Linked DNA regions of Sus scrofa: region 1 is linked to region 2. Evidence: chromatin contacts called from public Hi-C data. All regions are on one chromosome and are shown on one strand. The core of a region is the stretch at or near the end of the contact, and the rest is flanking DNA. Distances in the headings are between cores, read along the strand shown. Region 1 holds the start of LOC100521447 (serine/threonine-protein kinase Sgk3). Region 2 holds the start of ARFGEF1 (brefeldin A-inhibited guanine nucleotide-exchange protein 1).

What was found. A called contact is a pair of places that touch in the nucleus more often than the background predicts.
Region 1: a Hi-C map of embryonic fibroblasts shows a contact between it and region 2, with 2.2 times the contacts expected there. The contact joins the promoter of LOC100521447 here to the promoter of ARFGEF1 in region 2. A contact is called at or near these places in 2 of 47 Hi-C or Micro-C datasets (embryonic fibroblasts and liver) and 1 of 2 datasets of contacts at active chromatin or transcription factors (skeletal muscle).

The regions. Positions count from the first base shown.
Region 1 is chr4:68,070,928-68,075,134 of Sscrofa11.1, forward strand. It overlaps LOC100521447 (serine/threonine-protein kinase Sgk3), which reads right to left and starts at 2,165. Exons shown (of 17, transcript XM_021089284.1): 1 at 2,021-2,165. VCPIP1 (deubiquitinating protein VCIP135) reads left to right here and starts at 2,476. Exons shown (of 3, transcript XM_003355045.4): 1 at 2,476-4,207. The coding sequence starts at 2,774.
Region 2 is chr4:67,463,837-67,468,193 of Sscrofa11.1, forward strand. It overlaps ARFGEF1 (brefeldin A-inhibited guanine nucleotide-exchange protein 1), which reads left to right and starts at 1,681. Exons shown (of 39, transcript XM_001928010.7): 1 at 1,681-2,348. The coding sequence starts at 2,225.

The DNA of each region.
Region 1 (4,207 bases), core at 915-3,414, 610 kb after region 2:
GAACTTCCATATGCCATGGGTACGACCATTAAAAAAAAAAAAAAAAGTTCATGACAGTGTTAGAATTGCACACTGCTGTTATTCTTCCCATGGTCTGAGGCTTTCATAATGAGAAAAATACATTTTCACCGAAGGTGTAACTTCTCAGTCACAGTAGAAAATAATTTCCACTTAAAGGGCATATCTAATTTCTCAATTTATAAAAGTCAGTTCTAAGACCACGTGTGAAGTTACCACCAAACTACTGTCAGATTAGAAATAAATTTTCCTGCATGAAATTATCCCCTTCAAAATAAGTAACATTACCTATCTTGTACGAAGGTAATATTATTTTTGCATGGGCCAGGTAGAATTGTGCAAGAAAATAATATTTGAAGGATTTCTCTTTGAAAAATGTCAGCTCTTTAGAAGAAAATCATAGACAATAATTAGGTGAAAGTCAGTACTAACATCCTTTAGGAGTGTTATTTTACAGATGGTTAATTTTGAAGGATCAAATTCTATTTACTCAAAAACCTAATAAGGAGTTCCCATCGTGGCGCAGTGGTTAATGAATCCAACTAGGAACCATGGGGTTGCGGGTTCGATCCCTGCCCTTGCTTAGTGGGTTAACAATCCAGCGTTGCCATGAGCTGTGGTGTAGGTCGCAGATGCGGCTCAGATCCAGCGTTGCTGTGGCTCTGGTGTAGGCTGGCAGCTACAGCTCCGATTAGACCCCTAGCCTGGGAACCTCCATATGCCGCGGGAGCGGCCAAAAGAAATGGCAAAAAGACAAAAAAAAAAAAAAAAAACCTAATAAGATAAACTGTTCCCTTGGCAACTACAAAATTTGAGTGGCCTCAGGGACTGCACTGATGTATCTATTTTGTGCCAAATGTTTCAGAAATTTTGAGGCAGTTCACTTATCTAAAGTCTCAGAAAGCAAGAATTTTCAGAATGATAACTGAAGGGGCTGGCTGTACAATATTAAGATAATACTAGCTTTCAATTAACATATGAATGTGTTTTGCATGAAGAGGCAGTTACCCAGCACACAAGTAATAAAACAGGTCTGTGGCCCCCCTCAAGGTAAACATTCCTACAGCCCCATTAAACGGAAACCCTGAGACCTAACTAAAGGTCTGAGCTTAAGAACTCTTTTTTTTCTCTTGCAGGAATAAATGTAAAAAGCCCTTGCTGGCTCTGAGATAGCCTGCTGATTTGACTTTGGACAAGCCATTTAACTCCTTTTGGTCTGTTTCCAGACCCAATATCTTTTGGTAAAGGTATTACAGGTGTGAGGATGAAATAATATATGTGAATGTAAACTATAAATAGTATCCATAAGTTAGTTACTATTTTATATAGTACTGTCCTAAGCTTTCCTATGTCCTGGTCTGTAAAATGGGAACAGATCTAGGTCTGAATGCCTGTGAACTTGAGCAAGTCATTTCCTTTCTGGACGTGTTTCCTAACAAGGTTATTATTATATTATGAAGATCAAATGATATCGTGTATGTAAATGCTGTGACAGGCATATATCAAGAACACAATAAATGATAGCTGTTATGACTCTGCGAGTAGGACTGGAAGACACAAACAATATCTATAGTTATTGTACATATGTATATTATTGTATGTATATTATACATACATATATGTATATTTAAATATGTACATATAAAATATGTATATTGGTAAAGGGCTTAGGTATATTTAAACTCTATACACATCCAAGGTATTGTTATCTGTACTGCAAACTGCAAAGACGTACACGGAACGAGGAAACAAATGGCGCCTCAGTGACCCTCTTTCCCAGAGAGTAGAAAAAAGGCAGACAACGGGGCTGAAGAGCCTCAGTGGCTTGTAACAGAGATAGGAATGAGAAGAGAGGAGTGTAACAACAAAAAAAAACCTGGAGAAACACTCCGAGAATTAATACACCATTCCCACCCTTTTCCTCTCGTGACCTCCAGCCTAGACTAGACCATTTCATTTAACTTCCCAGCCCGCCATGTCGCTGGACATTTATTTACTGTACCTTCTTCACTGAGTGGCTTTCATTCCCCTCCCCTTCTAGGAGTCTTGAACTTCAGACCCTCGGCTTCCGAGACCCATTCCCTTTAACTCTGTTTTTAACCAAGTTTCCCTGTATCCTCCCCTCCGTCTAAGGGGGAAGTGAGGCTGGTCGCACCGCAGGGCATCCTGGGAAATGTGGTCTCTCATACTCATTTTGCTTGGGCCCCAAAGTGAGGAAGACGACAAAAGAGATACAGTAAAAACTACAACTCCCGGCAGGCAACGTGAGTGACAGTCTTCCTTTCTGTCCCCGTTCCGATAGCCTTCCTCTTCCTCCTCTCCGCGGGCGCTGAAACGCTTACCCTCACGGTATTTGTAGTTCTTCGCGGCCCTAAGATCCTACCTCTTGAGGGCTAGGAGAAGGCTGAAAAACTCTAATTCCCAGAGGGTAGAGCGGCAGCTGCGCCTGCGCAGTCTCAGCGAGGGCGTGTATGTCTGTGTGTCTGAGGGAGAGAGAGCGAGAGTGAGTGAGTGTGAGTGCGGGGTAGGGTGGTGGCCGTTACGTTCGGGGCAACGGCTACGGCAGTGGAGAAGTAAAAAGAGAAACAACGTCCAGCGCTTCCGCCTTCGCTTAGGAGGAGGAGGAGGAGCTGGTAGGGAAAGGAAAGTGATTCGCCCTGGGCCTGGACTAGACCGAGTCGGGCCGGCGGGGGTCTGGGCTATGAGCCTTTGAGGGTCGCTTGGGTCGCGGAGCGAGACTCGAGAACCGAGAGCGATGTCTCAGCCGCCGCCGCCGCCTCCGCTGCCGCCGCCGCCTCCTCCCCCAGAGGCTCCGCAGACTCCGCCGTCCCTGGCGGCGGCGGCGGCGGCTGCTCCGGGGGGGCTCTCGAAGCGGAGAGACCGGAGAATCCTCTCCGGGAGCTGCCCGGATCCGAAGTGCCAGGCGCGCCTGTTCTTCCCGGCCTCTGGTTCTGTCAGCATCGAGTGTACCGAGTGCGGACAGCGGCACGAGCAGCAACAGCTGCTGGGGGTGGAGGAGGTGACTGACCCGGACGTAGTGCTACACAACCTGCTGCGGAACGCGCTCCTCGGGGTGACAGGGGCACCCAAGAAGAACACGGAACTGGTAAAGGTGATGGGCCTTTCCAACTACCACTGCAAATTGTTGTCGCCCATATTAGCTCGCTACGGAATGGACAAGCAGACAGGCCGGGCTAAACTGCTCCGGGATATGAACCAGGGCGAACTGTTCGATTGCGCTTTACTGGGTGACCGCGCCTTCCTCATCGAACCGGAGCATGTGAATACGGTGGGATATGGCAAGGACCGCTCCGGAAGCCTCTTGTATTTGCATGACACTCTTGAGGACATCAAGCGGGCCAATAAAAGTCAGGAATGCCTCATTCCAGTGCATGTGGATGGGGATGGACACTGCCTGGTGCATGCTGTGTCCCGGGCTCTGGTAGGCCGGGAGCTCTTCTGGCATGCCTTGCGAGAGAATCTTAAACAGCACTTCCAGCAGCACCTGGCCCGATATCAAGCCCTGTTCCACGACTTCATTGATGCCGCTGAGTGGGAGGACATTATCAATGAGTGTGACCCTCTGTTTGTACCACCTGAGGGTGTTCCCTTGGGCCTGAGGAACATCCACATATTTGGTCTTGCCAATGTGTTACATCGCCCTATTATTCTGTTAGATTCTCTCAGTGGCATGAGAAGCTCTGGGGATTATTCTGCCACCTTTCTGCCAGGGCTCATCCCCGCAGAGAAGTGCACTGGGAGAGATGGTCATTTGAACAAACCAATCTGTATTGCATGGAGTAGCTCTGGTAGAAACCATTATATCCCCTTGGTAGGCATAAAAGGGGCTGCTTTGCCTAAACTGCCTATGAATTTGCTTCCTAAAGCATGGGGTGTACCTCAGGACCTTATTAAGAAGTACATCAAACTTGAGGAGGATGGTGGTTGTGTTATTGGAGGAGACAGAAGTTTGCAAGATAAATACTTACTTAGGCTTGTTGCTGCTATGGAAGAAGTCTTTATGGACAAACACGGTATCCATCCTAGTTTGGTGGCTGACGTCCACCAGTATTTCTACAGGAGGACGGGGGTGATAGGAGTTCAGCCTGAAGAAGTCACAGCAGCTGCTAAAAAAGCAGTAATGGATAATCGCCTTCACAAATGTTTGCTCTGTGGTGCCCTTTCTGAA
Region 2 (4,357 bases), core at 431-2,930:
ATGTTTGTGCAAAGGAAAGAAGAGTAAATGGATTTGGTGATCAACCAGCATCTTCCACAGTACCTGCGACAGAACACCCGCATTATGAAGAAAAAAAGATAAATTTGGAATGGAGCTTGTTCTAAAAAACTTTATAATCTACAAGTGTACCTAGAAATTAGTATTATATTTGATCTAGTATACTGAATCTTTAAATTCTAGGAATCTAGAAATAGTCTTTAGAGTAAAATTAGTTGAATTTACAGATTTCTCAGGACAAGAAAGTTTAGAAAAATTAATGTAGGGGTTCCTGCCATGGCACGGTGAGTTGAGGATCCAGCATTGCCACAGCTGTGACAGAGGTTGCAGGTGCGGCTCGGATTCAGTCCCCCGCCAGGGAACTTCTGTATGCCTCAGGTGTAGATGAAAAAAAATAATAATAATTTGTTCATTTTAATTAGGATCATTCTCAAGGTTTCCATTTTTATTTCCCGTGGTTTTTAGACTGTCCCAAATCTTGTCACTCAAATTGGAGCTGTAGCCGCTGGCCCACACAACCACAGCAATGCCAGATCAGGGCCATACCGGCGGCATATACAGGTTCCCAGGCTAGGGGTCCAATCAATAGGAGATGGCCTACACCACAGCTCACAGCAATGCGGATCCTTAACCCACTGAGCAAGGCCAGGGATTGAACCAGCATCCTCATAGATGCTAATCAGGTTCATTTTCACTGAGCCACGACGCGAACTCCCAGACTCTCCATTTTTGAATTTGGATGGTTGCATTAGGACAAGTCCACAGTCAAGAGGATCGAATAGACCAGAACTGTGAGAGACACAGTCTAACAGTGTGTAACAGTTTGGGGCGTGTGGTTGATAACAGCCACACAGTAGCTTTGAACTTGGAGATATGCACCTAGATCACCATGTAAATTATTTGCATATAGTTTAATGGTATTCTTTATCATTTTCTGTTCTGAATGAAACATTGTAGACATCTGAATTCTTCTTTAGTATTTAAGCAGACACGTGTGTCTGCGGTAACATCTGTACTTAGAGCTTTTCCATTCTGAAACTAGTTTTCCTGTCCTGAGCCGAATCTTAGTATTAATGGCATAGAGCTCTAAGGGAACTCATCAATCAGAAGCATTCACCTGTTCCCTTAACTTTAATCTCAATTCAGTAGAGATCTGAAACCTAGAGTTTACCGATTTTTATCCTACAGAAATGAAAAAGTGAAACAGTCCCCAATCCTTGTCAGATTGGTTTTAGTCTTCCCAAGAGAGAATCCTGAGGTAGTCGGCGGGCACGGACCTGGACAGCAGTTTCGTGCAGCTGGTAAGGAAACTGAAAATCGAGAGTGCCAGGTGAAGACCGCGCGGCTGAACCTGGGCCGGACGGCTGTTTCCGTGACCCCTGGAGCGGAAGGGGCCGCGCGCCCACCGGGGGGCTCTCCATATGCTTCCGATACGTGGATGCAGCGCAGCTGGGAGACCCATTCATTCAGTAGGAGCTTCGGCCCCGGGGGTTCCGGGTGCCAGGGCGCAGCCCCAGTGAGGAGCCCGAAGCGCCCCGCGTGGCGCCGCAGGACGCCCGCCACGCCCCACGCCGCCCTGCAGGCAAACGCGGGAGGCGGCGAGGCCCCGCCGGGCCGCCGTAGCGCTGCGGCTCGAGCCGCTCCTCCCGCGCCGCCCTCCGCCCCCTGCCTCCCGGCGCCGCGGCAGCTCTGGGCAGCCGACGCTGCCGCCGCCGCTTCCTCCTCTGCAGCCGTTCGGCCGCTGCGTGACGCGTCGTTTCCTCCCAACATGGCGGCCGGGGCAGGTCGGCGGTGATGGAGGCCAGTCCGCGGCCACGGCGGGTGCTAATCCCCACAGTAGCCAGGGCAGCCCTGCTCTCGCCGGGCCTCTGAGCCGCCGCCTCGTCCCTCGGCCTCCGGCTGACGGCCGCCGAGCTGGGCTCCCTCGCCGCCCCCGGGCCGGAGGGACAAGTGGAGCGGGGTGGCCGGCAAACGACCCCCGGGCGGGGAGAAGCGGAGGTCCCACGGGCGCGGCCCCTCTGGGGGCGGTGACGACCTCCGCGCTCCTCGGCCGCCCGCCCCTTCCTGATCCTGCCGCTGCCCTCCACGCCTCCTCTTCCCCACCTCCACCCCCTCTCCTTTCTCTCCGCTTTTCCTCCCCCTCCTCCTCCCCTCCAGCCGCTGGGAGCCGCGGGTCGGACGAGCCGCCGCCTCCTTCTCTGCGTCCATGTATGAGGGGAAGAAGACGAAGAACATGTTCCTGACCCGGGCCCTGGAGAAGATTTTGGCCGACAAGGAAGTGAAGAAGGCGCATCACTCCCAACTGCGCAAAGCGTGCGAGGTGGCGTTAGGTGAGTGGGGAGGAGGCCGGGGATGGGGGTGGGGGAATGGGGGGGGCGCCGGCGCGGGAGGTGGGGTCGCTGGGGGCTCGCCCTGAGCCGGCGCCGCTAACCTCGGGGAGCCCTCGCCGAGCCCCGGCCGCCTGGCTGGAGTTGACAGTAACTCGGCTGGATGGGGGGCAGAGGCAGGGTGGAGGAGGAAGGGCAGTTAGTTAGCTCGGCCCGGGGCCGGCGGCTGCGCTCGGGCTCGACTCGGGAAGAGCAGGTTGTGTCGGCCGACCGTGCGGTGCGGACAGGCTCTCACCCTTTGTGAGGCGGCAGCAAGAGGAGCTGTTGTTTATTGGCGTGGAAAATTGAGGTGGAGCTGATTTGGCAGGATTGGGCGTGGGAAGGGTTCTGTCTTGTAATTTCCATAACTTTGTCGTTTGGCGTGGTACTTTGGGAAGCTAGGCTGAAGTTGTTCCCTTGTTGACAGTCTCGAGAAGGGGTTTGCGAGAGGTGCAGCCTGTTCTGACATCTCTCCGCCTCCGCCACGGGAAAAACAGAGTAATGTGGTATCCGACTGGGCTGACCTGGAAGAACTAGACCGGAGGTTAAGGGGTGGGGGGGCGAGATAAAAGCGGGGAAGGATAGGACCTTTAGATAAGATGGCTTTAGGGGACAAGGAAGGAAGGGTTTGAATGGGGAAGAGGAAAAAGACAATGACACCCACCAGCCACATGTTTGGACCGTGGCAGCCGCTCTCAAGCTTGAATTCTGATTTATAGTTCAGACGGAAGCGATCTAGTGTAATGAAGCCCATAGCGGGGTAAGTCCGAACAATACCTACAGCGAGGCCAGGCAGATGAGGAATTGTTAGAGAGGACCCACCGGTGGATCTGTTGCATCCATCAAGGATGAATTCGTTTAAGGCGAGACCAGAACATTAAACACAAAGATGAATTCCTAATGCCTGCGCTTTATTTTATAGTCCCGGAAATAGACTACATCAAATTGAGAGAAAACGAAGCTTAAGTGGGCTTTGGGAAAAAAGCATCCTTGAAGGGGAAAAAAAAATCCAGAATAACTTAGATGTATGCTAAAGGGTCACGACAGCTTAAAAGCAACTTTTCCTTTTAATTATTTAAATAAGTAGAAGACTTTTTTCCAATACTTAGATTGTATTTTATTATTATAATTTTTAATAATTATTTCCCCAATACAATTTTTTTTTTGTACTGTACAGAGAAAACTTTTTAACTTGCTATAATCTATGCTTTTTTCATCTTCTATTTCGGATCCTTTGAAGTGGTATGAAAAACGTTAAAATTTTTTCATTAAATTTTTTTTGAATTTTATATATAATGAGTTTAAGTTTAGGTTTTTTTTACCCTTCATGAATCAGAAGTTCAGCTTTTGCTATTGTAGCTAGCAAAAGACTGTTTTAGGTGTATAAGAAGATGTTGTACAGTGGTGAAAATTGAATTTAAATCTTGTCCTAAAAAAAATAATTATTAATTTGGGGTGGGATGAGGGAAGGAGTGATTTGGGGAATTTTTAAAAGAATTGTTATGTGTAGGCTTATGAATAACTTGCAGGTTAAAGCAGTTAAGTTCAAACTAAATTTTTAGTGTATGAAACTATATTTTCCATGTTAAAGTATACTTTTAATACACTCAATTACAAGTGTTAGAATGAAGAAATGGACTCTCTGTGTGTGTCTGTATATATAGTATATACATTATTTATATATTTATTCTCTCTCTCTCCCCAAGATGCTAATGTAAGTATATTTTAACCGAGAGCTCACTGGGAGGAGAATGTGCAATCCTGGGTTTAAATCCCAGTTCTCTTGCTTTGCAGTGTAATAAAGTCCCTGGGCCTTAGTTTCCTTCTCTTTAAAATTAGGATGTTGAACTTAATGATTGTAAGGTTGCTTCCTCTCTAATGTGCCATGAATGTGAACACACTGTTCTGTTAACTTGCCCGTTGAGAGTATTCCTGCCTCTCTTGATTGGCATCCTTAGAGGGCTTATAGCTTG